Regions from separate parts of the Rattus norvegicus genome. Here region 2 is linked to region 1. A link is a contact called in public Hi-C data. All regions are on one chromosome and are shown on one strand. Each heading gives the region's core, a stretch centred on a gene start, on an enhancer-like site or on the middle of the called end of the contact. The rest is flanking DNA. Distances are from core to core; before and after follow the strand shown.

Region 1 (5,026 bases), core at 847-3,346:
TCTCCAGTAGCATGTAAGCCTGTAGTTCTGTTCATGTACCTGAATCAATCAATCAATCAAAAAATATCTCTCTCTCTCCCTCTCCCCCCCCCCATCTTCTGAGGACTAGAAGCTCCTCCTCTTCATTGTCTAGGATTACCCAAGTGCCAAACAGGCAAGGCTGATTTAACCTATAATGAGCCTTAGTACGGTTACTGATGTTCACTGTTACAAGATACCACTTCTTTGATACCAGCTGAGCTAGCAAATCTACAAGGGAGAAAGAAGCATGACTGAAAAAATACCTGCTAATTATTTAAATAGTAGCCAGAAAGAGCTTGAGAATCTTGAAACAGAAGATAACAAAACTTTCTAAAGAGAAGTTACATCTAAAGATATAAATTGTATATAAACTACTAGTTTTCAGAACAATCCAGCAGTGTTCTATTGCCAGTCTTTCTAGACCACACATTTTTAGAAGAAAAAACTTTTTTCTACTTGAAAGGAAAAAAAGTTTGATATAAGAATGGTCAGCCATGAATCTGAGCAAAAATAAAGCATGCAATGTAGCGTTTCTCAAAACCCAGAGGAATCAATCTATGTAAGAGTGGTACACAATTTAAAAGAAAATCTCCTGGGCTGTTTCTCCCAAATTGTTCCTAACATGCTGGCCTATTTATTTACTCGACACCTCTACTTCAGAGAGCTAGAAAAACCACATTACACAGTAAGGCCTCTGATAGAAGAATGTCCACTTCTTAAAACTAACAACTGCAAAAACCCACCTGCAGGGGTCTGCTACTCTGCTGGAATTCTCCAGAATCCTATAAGCTTTCCTACACCAAACTGGCATATATAAGATTATTATCTACTCGCCAATTTGATCAAGGCCAGGAGTGATTAGAAGCTCCCACCTGACAAGCACATGGCGTCGCCACTACATTTAATATGAACCGTCCAAAAGCAATTACGAATAGTAATCCTGTGACAAAACTAACTGCACTGCCATTGTAGCTCACTGTTTGCCAGGTGTCCCTTTATGAAGTAAAAGCAAACTCCCCAGCACTCAGTGAGACAGGACTTTTTTTTAATGGGAAGATTTCATCTCCAGTCATCCAACAAACCCCAACAAAAGCACAGAAAATTCTAAAACACAAACCACATAAAAGATATGCAAAATTGCACACCATGTTCCCACAAGTCCTCTTTCAAACGTACAACTACGCCACAAAGAAATTCCTGTCCAGATTACTATTTTTAACTGAAGAGCCACAGAAAAAAAAGAGAAATAACTTAAGATAATTGAGCTTGAAGGTGAGCCAATGATAAAATAGAAATAGCAACCTTAACCTTGGAATTCAAACCACAGTAAATTTAAGAGCTTAAAGAGGCTTAAAATAACAGTGGGATTCCAAACTGCTAGAGCCTTTCTACTAATAAGAGCCCAAAGAGCTTTGAGATGAGAAGATTTCAGAATTGTCAGGACGTAAATAACACAAGATTTGAAGGTACTTTCACCTACCTCTAACAAGTAGAGTTCTGGCAAGCACATTTTCTTTGGGTGCCCAGAGTCATAAACACCTGCACACAGAAACTCAGAACTTCAATGAACAGTCAAGATTCAACAACCTCCATGATAAAATAAAACATCCTACATTTCACCTTTCTCCTCAGCTCCTTCAGACCTAAATTTGTTAAGTGAAGCATGGTTGAAGAAACCCTAAAGTTCCAAGATCATAAAAACTAGCCAAAGGTTCTCATTTTGATTGAATCACAAAAGGAAAAATACACCACCTAGGAGTTTCAATTTTCTTATGCCAAGCAAAAAATAAACCGAACTACATCTTTCACACAAACAATCCCTGTTTCTGTTCCCAGGGTAACAGGAGAAGAGAGATGATCAGGAATATCAGTGGAAATTCTCTGGTAGCTCAAACAGCCATGGGTAAATGAATAACCGGCTTTCAGACTCCAAGAAAAAGGTTCACTCGAGATCTTTATCGACCTCCAACACTTTTGAGGCAGACAGAACTCACTTTCCAGTAAAAGGAACAGCTAGAAAGCTGAGCTTCACTCACTCCATCATTAAACTTAAATTATAACAATTACACATAAAATGCAGGGCGTCAACAGAAAAGTAGGATGCACCCATAACCCTGCACTGTGGCAGTCTGAGGAAGTGACATCTCCGAGATAACCTATTAGAACTGTCCTCAGCAACATTTCCTAAGAACATGCCTCACTCAGATCTTTTTGGCTTTGTATTTTTTAAGTCCAAAAGGAAGCTTTCTCACAAGTCTACTGGAGCCTGGGAAACAGAAAATCCACAAATCCTCTGGGCAGGTAGCTAGCTCAAGAACCTATTTACTTTTTTTTTTTTTTAAACTAAACCCTCAGAAGCCTCGAACAGATAACACATTCTTTGCAAAGTGTATTCAGTTCCTCTACAAAGTGCCTACCCCCATCGCAGTCACAGGGGTTCAGTTTGATTTGAATGTTCGAGGGTCACCTGCATTAAGAATCTCTTAAGCAGCTGGCTAAAGTACTGTTTCTCAGCGGAATCTCGAGTTCAGTGTGTTTAAAATGGGCCCTAGAAGCAGTGTTTTAAACAAAGTCCGCAGGTATACTCCCACTGGGCACTCTACTTTGAGAACCACTACCTAGGGTTCAGATTGATTCTTAGCAATTCTTTCCGACACACACCTGGTTTAAATTGCCAACGCTCTAAATGCTTCTCATGTCCTTGAAACCAGGGGCACTTTCCCACCCCCGCGGTGTCCAGTGACCCACTCCACTGCCCACGAAGAAGTAAGGGAAGTACTTCCGACCTTTCCCGGAAATCTAACTCCCTCAGAAGAATAAACGGCGCTACCCGGGACCCCCTGCTGCTGCCAACGTGGGGGAGGGGAGGCTGGAGCCCGGGCGCTCGGAGGGGAGGAGCTGCTTGCCAGCTCGCCCCTCCGCAGGAATTCAGGGGGGTGTGCAGAAAAAGGCGCCCCAGCCTACTCAGGCCGGGGACCTTAGGAGCTCCACACCCGGGCGGCCCCGCCCCCTGCTGCGGTGGGCAGGGCCTCGCCCCTCCCCCGCCCCGGGAGCCGCGCGGGAGCCCACCTCCTAGACCCCCCGCTGCGCCCCCCCCGGGCGGCTCGCCTCACCAGGCGCGCGGCCTCGGCCCACGTGCGCTCCTTCTTCTTCTTCTGTTTGTCCTTCATCCTCCTCCGCGGCGGCGGTGGCGGCTCCACGCGGGTCCTTCGGGCGGGGCGGGCTGGGGCGGTGGCGGCGCGGGGCTGGGGTGGAGGCGGCAGCGACGGGGGGCGCGTGGCGGCGGCGCGTGCGAGGACTCGGGTGCGGCCGGAGAGGGCGGGCGCACCGGCACTGGCTGGCGCGAGACCCGGCGCGAGGGTGGCGCTGGGGGAGGGGCGGCGGCTCCACGCGCCCGCGCTGCGTCAGTCGCCCACGGTGGCAGCGGCAGCCCCGCGATGGCTAAGGAATGCGGCGGCTCCGCATAACCACGGGGTCAGAGGTCACGGGTCCGGCCTCCGCTTTCCCGCGCTGCTGGGAAACGGAGAGCGGACTAGTGGCGGGCCGAGATGGCGAAACGCAGCTTCCCTTTCGACGCTCGGATGCGTGCGTGTCTGCCGTGGGTATGTGTGTGTATGTGTGTGCCCGCGTGTGTGTGTGAGAGAGAGAGAGAAGAGTGAGGAGGGGGAGTGTGGTTTTTTTTTTTTTGAACAAAAACAAACCGAAAGGGTGGCTGGGATTTGTAGTCCTTACTGGCTCCCTGGCCTACGCCTCTCCGGAAGAAAATGGCTGCCTGAAGTGCTTGGACCACATTTCCCGTAGTGCCCCGGGTCTCTGTTTTCCGCCCACTCTCTTCCGTACCCCGCTGGGCTCCTAGCTTGGTAAAGAAGGGGGCGGGAAGTCGGTCAGGAAAGGATGGGGCGGGGTCTCGCGAGGTTCGGGAACTAGCGGAGGCCTGAGGGTTTCTGGGAGGTGTTGCTGGGAAGGGGCGGTGGCTGGACTCCCCCTGGTCGAGGTTAACCCGTTCCGAGCTTCTTTTTTCTTTTTTTTTTTTTTATTCTAGGGGCGGGTCTAGTGAGGGTTCAGACCCGGAGTTGGTAGCTCCGCCACCCTGCTTCCACTCCACCTCCCACCCCCCACCCCCCCACCGTATACACATTTCTCATCTGCACTTCTGGTGGGTAACAAAAAGTAGGACTTTTCCTTTTTGGCCCACCCCTAAATGAGTCAATTGGCGCATAGTAAGCAAAGACACACTCATAACAGTAAAACGGTTATTGCACGATTGACCGCCCTAGATGATTAACCCATTTCCTCTTGTACTTTTAATACCTCTATATATTTGCAGAAAATGCACCTGCAGTTTACAGCAGAATTGCCGCCAGGTGAATTTGGTGATCCGATAGTAGGTAAACACTTAAGGTCCATCCATGTAAATCAAAATGCACCTGGGTGTATATTTAGAAGCAGTTCCCTGGAGAGAGGTCAAGTCCTAATGTCAACCAACCTAGATTTAGAATCCTAATTGTGACTTCTTGACTCCTCTTAACCCCACTGAGCCTGTTTGATCTGTGTTAGCATGCTATCCCACAACATTGATGGGGTACAAATTAGCATGAAATATCTAGAAGATTGGAGAGAATATGGAAGATCCTGATATTATTGGGCTCATGTAATTTGGCTTCTATTATAGAATAAATGATAACTGTTATTACAAGCTCACAGTGAGCACTGGAGCCTCTGAGCCTTGATTGCAGTGATAGGATGAGGTTTGGAGCACCCAGAACATAAAAGTATTTAAAGGACTCAGCAGTCCTTAATACCTGTCACTCAAGACTCAAATTCAATAAACAAAAATCTACAATGAATAGACTATAGAGGATGAAATTTAGAGTTTTACACCACCACTCCCCTTCTAATTTCATCCCAACAGGGAGAGAAATACTTCTAAAATTATTTGTTTTTTACATTTTAGGTTTTGTTTTTTGAGACTACATACACCTGGCTGGCCTGGAACTCACTGTGT
Region 2 (5,026 bases), core at 1,556-4,055, 64 kb before region 1:
GTCAGCACCCATTTGGACAAGACAGTGGCAGGTAGTGCCCAGGCTTTTGAGTGGCACAAGATGTAGCCTGTACTCTAGCCACTGCCTCATTTTTAGAAACAATGCCATCCCCGGCCAAGGCTGTAAGCTTATAAAGACATGAGTCTGACATGGCAACATGGGGGAATGAGAGAAGTCTTCACCAGCAAGAGCTCGTTGTAATCCAGCAGGAATGCTCAACAGCAGCCCTCAAACCTTCTGCCCAAGTGCCCACAAAGCGCGCTCCCATTTTCAGGTGCTGTACTTAGGTTCACTTCCATCCGTATCCGCTCTGCTTAGTTATGTCTGAATGCAATCCTAAAACTGCATTTGAGCACTCCTGAAGTAGTTGTCCCTGAAGCTCTTGGCATCCATGCAGTCTTGTTCAAACAGTAGTGACCCTGAAAATGCCTCATACCATGAACAAGGGGCCAGGTTGTCACCACCTCTGTGAATCTATATGGCAAGTAGTGTGGATGAGTTGCTGGAAGGAGGAAGCTTGACTATTATAGTTCCCGTCACACCCATTAGCTTTCCAGCTCTTACACCCAATGGTAACATCACCAAATCAAGAGTCCAAAGACCAGTGGAGCTGCCAATCCACTGCACACAGGAGCCCACAGTTAGGAGGAGCTGTCCTGTTCTGCACTTAACCCCACCTCCCCACACCCCCAGGCAGCCACAGATAACAAGGAGCCAATGCAGGTTGTACAGGTTTATTTTCCAATACCAGTGAGACATACAAGAGCAGCGCTTTTCTGAGCAGCCCCGTGGACCAGACCACTGTCAAAGGTCGCACAAGAGGAGGACTGGACATGCTTAGCTCCTGCTCCTGGTCTTTGGTAAAGAGACTTCTGAGCACACAACATGGACTTGGCCAATACTGAATTCACTACCAGTTCCTCACTCATACTTCATGGATCCCCCAGCCCCCTCCCCACCAAAAAGAGAGCCACCTCATGAAATGGCAGAGAGGCAGCTTACAAAGAAAATGAGACTTGCTCAAGGCACACAAATTTTTATACTTCATACAGAAACACTCACACAAGACGACAGACCTAAATTAAACAAGGACTCCCAACTTTCAAGTAAAAATACAGAAATGGTAGGAACCAGAATGAGGTCAGACAAATACAAAGGGCATCTACTTGATGGAACCATGTTAGGAGAGAGGCAGGCAGCAGGCATGGCTTTGTTCCCCTGAAACCTACTGTCAAAAGTAAGTCAAAAGGAGCCTAGCGATCCCCAATATTGCTTTGACAGGTGATGACCCTGGAGCCAGATCCAGAAGCCTGTCTCGGGGTTGTCCAAGGAACTCACCCATGAATCCAGGACTTAACACTGGTGATGACAATTTGTCATATGTGGCGGCAGCGCAGCCACTCAAGGCTGGAAGAGAATAGATACAAGGAACAAGACATGTTCGATCAATGGTGTCTGTGGCGCGCAGACTGCAGGAGATTCCCTGGTGACACAGGTGACAAGGCACAGGGCCAACCATAGGTCACAAGTCAGTAACTTCCTTCTCACATCAGGCAACACAGCACTCAGTGGTTTTGACAGTTGGTGCACGGAAGTAGACAACACCATTTTAATCAAGGGTGCTGAAGACGTAAACTAAGGAAGAGACGTTCATGTTCTCTGTACAATACATCCATTTACAGAATTGGCCAATACTGTGTACAACATATAAATACAGGATAAAACGTTAGAGGTGCATAGAGCATACTTACAGAAGCGAAAAGGTTCACTTTATACATCCAAGAATAGAGTTAAAATATAAAAATAAGAAACAGACTGCTTGGAAATGTAAAATGACTTTCACATACACAAGTGCATGGGTGCCCACTCCCACGGAATCAAATGTGACGGGTGGGTGGCAAGCAGGAGTCCCCTGCAAACATCTGTACAGTTGACTCTGAAGTCTACAGATGGCATTTCCACAGCAGACAGCCCTATTTCCAGACCCCATTGTCCAAGAAGGGCTATTCAAGCTTCCAAGAGAATCCGTGGATCCCTGGGTTACAGATTAAAGTTCCAAACTGGGTGAAGCACCAGAACCAAAGGTCAACTTGGCTCCATCAACTGGCAAATGACAGAAATATGACATCTAAGTCATTGGGTGTTTGATCCCCTGGTGGATAAAGACGGAAGTTACTTTAACCCTGTGTGGCTTCTGCAACCATCAACTCCCCAAGCTAAGCAGCAGATGGCAGGGAGGGCAGTGGAAGACGGACATTCCTGCTCAGTGCAGGCAGGGGAGTTCCATCCATGGAGAACCCAACCTTCCTGCTTCAATTTCAAGTCCATTTGGGTGTCAGACAGGTTGCCCTGCCACACTGTACTGCCTGACTACAAGAGGGTTTAGGCTGGATGGTCTTAGGCAACCATAGTGCCCCCTTCTCCTGGAAAACCCTTCTGGCAAGGCTAGAAGGGTGCCAAGTGACAGAGGGCTTCAGCACTATAAATTTCATGGGGAGGCAAGATTTATCTCATCTAGAGTGAGAGTTCATTATATCAGTGATATTCTGTATACAGATTTAAGATCAACCATTATTAAAATACACACACTAAATGTACAATGTTTCCAATGGCCATAATTTATTATCTCACCACAAGGCACAATACACAGAGCTTTGAAGGTCCAATGCAGTCGTCGTGGCAGAACGCTCCGCAGCCTTGGCACATGATCATGGCTTTCAGGCTGCATGCACACTGGAGAGAGATGCTTTCTACTGCACTGCTGTCAGTGAACATCTGTAGGGACAGTGATGCAGTGTGGCCTGTACCAAAGCTGGCTTTGTGGCTCAGCTGCACCACACCACCAGCGAGGCCTCTGGGAAAGGCGGCCGAGCTGGAGGAGTAATTAAAGCTGCTGGGACTCAGCTGCAGTTTGGAAAACTTCCCGTACAAAGCCTGCTTGATGCTGAGTTGGGAGGGGATGGAAGGCGGCTCCAGGGGCTGACTGAACCCTTTCCCTGGCTCTCTGGGTAATTTCCAGAAAGGCAGGTCCACAACAAAAGGCATTCCTTGCAAGTGACCCACTAGTTCCAGAGAACTGTACCCTGCAGCTTTTCTGTTCTCTGCATCTGCTTTAATGGGATCCCTCAAAAATGTCTGCTCTGTCTTGATGCTGCCAGCAGAGACAGCTGGTGGTTTGGGCGTCCTGTTTTCCCTTGCAGTCTGCACACCATCAGGCACAGAGTTTTTGCTTGGTTCTATCTTCCTACTGGGAAACACTGGAGGGACCTCAGCAGGTAGTGGTATCTGCTCTTCAGACCTAGGGTACTGAAGGGTGGCAACTGTATTCCTAGGACCAAACAGTTTCTTCTCGCGACCACCAACATCGTTCTGATCACTCAGGGTCCCATCTGTCTGCTCAGAACCAAAGGAGAGGCTCACATTTGTGGAGGAGAAACATGGCACTTTGGAGGTAGTGTGATCTCCTAGAAACTGGCCTGGGGCAGCACCCGGATCACTGCCTTGAGACAGGGAATGGGCTTCTTTCTGCTCTTCACAAAGGAAGGAAGAGAGATGCTCTTTGGAATCGATTTCTTCCAGGTTGCTAGAGGAAGGTGTCAGTTCTGTCACTGGATGCTGGGAGTCTGAACTTGGAACCAACCTGGCAATCTTCTGGGACATTCCAGGAGCTTTGGAGGCCTTTGCCCTGACAAGACCAGCACTTGCTCCATAGCTTTGGGCCAGAATAGACTCTTTCAATGTTTGTACAGAACCAGGGTTGCTTCTGGCAACTAGGTGATTGTCTCCCCCTGTACCTTGCAGAGTGCCTCTATCCTGGTTCTGTTCTCTAAGTGGCAGATGTGGGGATTCAGGTTGGTTGCTTCTATGACCTGGAGCAAGAACCTTCTCCAGGGGCAAATTACCATGCAGCAGGTGCATCACAAGTGGGTTTGTAACCTCCGCTGAAGAACCAGGCTTTGGTGGGCACACAGACCGGGGCTGGCACTCAGTACTGGACAGCAGCAGGGAGTCTGGGATCTTGTGGGGGACTGCACATACTCTAGATACCCAGCTCTGAGGAGTAGCCACCCCTTCTGTCCTTGTAAGCACACTTAGGTCAGTGCTTGCCTTGGACAGTGAGGCAGATGGATCCCAGTCCTGTTTTTCACTCCCACCCAACAACCCTTTTACCACTGTGATTTCACATGCATCAACCTCACTGCTGTCCTCAGAAAAGTGGCCTTCAGAGTCAGAGGCTGTATCTGTGGATTCGTTGTGAGGACTCAGTATGTCAGAGATGCCGTTCATTTCCAGTCTTTCAAGGTCTACCTGCTGACTGTCACTGCAAGTGCTGCCCAGGACTCCTGGAGGAGGTGCAGTCCAGTGTGAAGCACAGCTCTCATGGTAGGGCAAAACTTCTGCATGCCCCCCAGGCATGGCAGCCACAAGGGGAACAGTTCTCTCCCACCCTTTTCCATCCTGGGGTTCCAGACATGGTGCATTTTCTCTGGCTTCTGGATAAGATTCTTTTATTACCTCATAATTTGACAGAATGGGTACCCAGGAGCCAGGACTACCAGATACAAAAGCCTCAGTTTTCAAAGTTTCTTGTCTACTCTCCCTTATGTGGGGGCCTGTGGCACCAACTCCTAATTCATCATCAGAAGGTCTATCCTGTAGGGAGTTAGCCAATGACAATTCAGATATAAAAGCAGGTGTCATATTTACAGGCTCCTTCATATTATCAAAGATCTGGTCATTTCCTCCTCCTAGTATATCTCCCAATGGAGACTGTCCAGAACTACCCTCTGAGGGAACGGTGGGTCCTTGGTCTTCACCACCCTTCTCCCAGGAAGGAGTACGAGGCTCACACTCAGTCCTATCATCTGGAAGCAACTTAGCCTGCTCTGCTAACATCTCAGCCACTGGAGTTTGGGAGGACAAAGGGGGCAAAGCCTGACAGGGCTGGTCTCCAGTGGGAGCAACAGGGGGTTGGGAGGCATCTTCCAGTCCACTTGTAAGCACACCCGGGGCCCTCGTCAACAGG

The links. Hi-C and Micro-C count contacts between places; a contact is called where the count stands out from the background.
Region 2: a contact with region 1 is called in a Hi-C map of Schwann cells, with 3 times the contacts expected there. The contact joins the enhancer-like site here to the promoter of LOC134486328 in region 1. A contact is called at or near these places in 4 of 12 Hi-C or Micro-C datasets (Schwann cells, hepatocytes, liver and 1 more).

What each region holds. Positions count from the first base shown.
Region 1 is chr3:162,272,472-162,277,497 of GRCr8, reverse strand. It overlaps LOC134486328, which reads left to right and starts at 2,096. Exons shown (of 4, transcript XM_063285211.1): 1 at 2,096-2,116; 2 at 3,004-3,623; 3 at 4,349-4,385. The coding sequence starts at 2,096. Asxl1 (ASXL transcriptional regulator 1) reads right to left here and starts at 3,670. Exons shown (of 13, transcript NM_001427647.1): 1 at 3,135-3,670. The coding sequence starts at 3,191.
Region 2 is chr3:162,337,435-162,342,460 of GRCr8, reverse strand. Asxl1 (ASXL transcriptional regulator 1) reads right to left here. Exons shown (of 13, transcript NM_001427647.1): 13 at 719-5,026. The coding sequence ends at 2,623. Among named protein-coding and RNA genes, the nearest start is that of Asxl1, 66 kb to the right of the region's middle. Within about 2 kb of position 2,805, at least 16 of the 93 cell types and tissues checked have an H3K27ac peak or open chromatin away from gene starts, as enhancers often do. A contact at or near this core is called in Schwann cells, where this site is marked.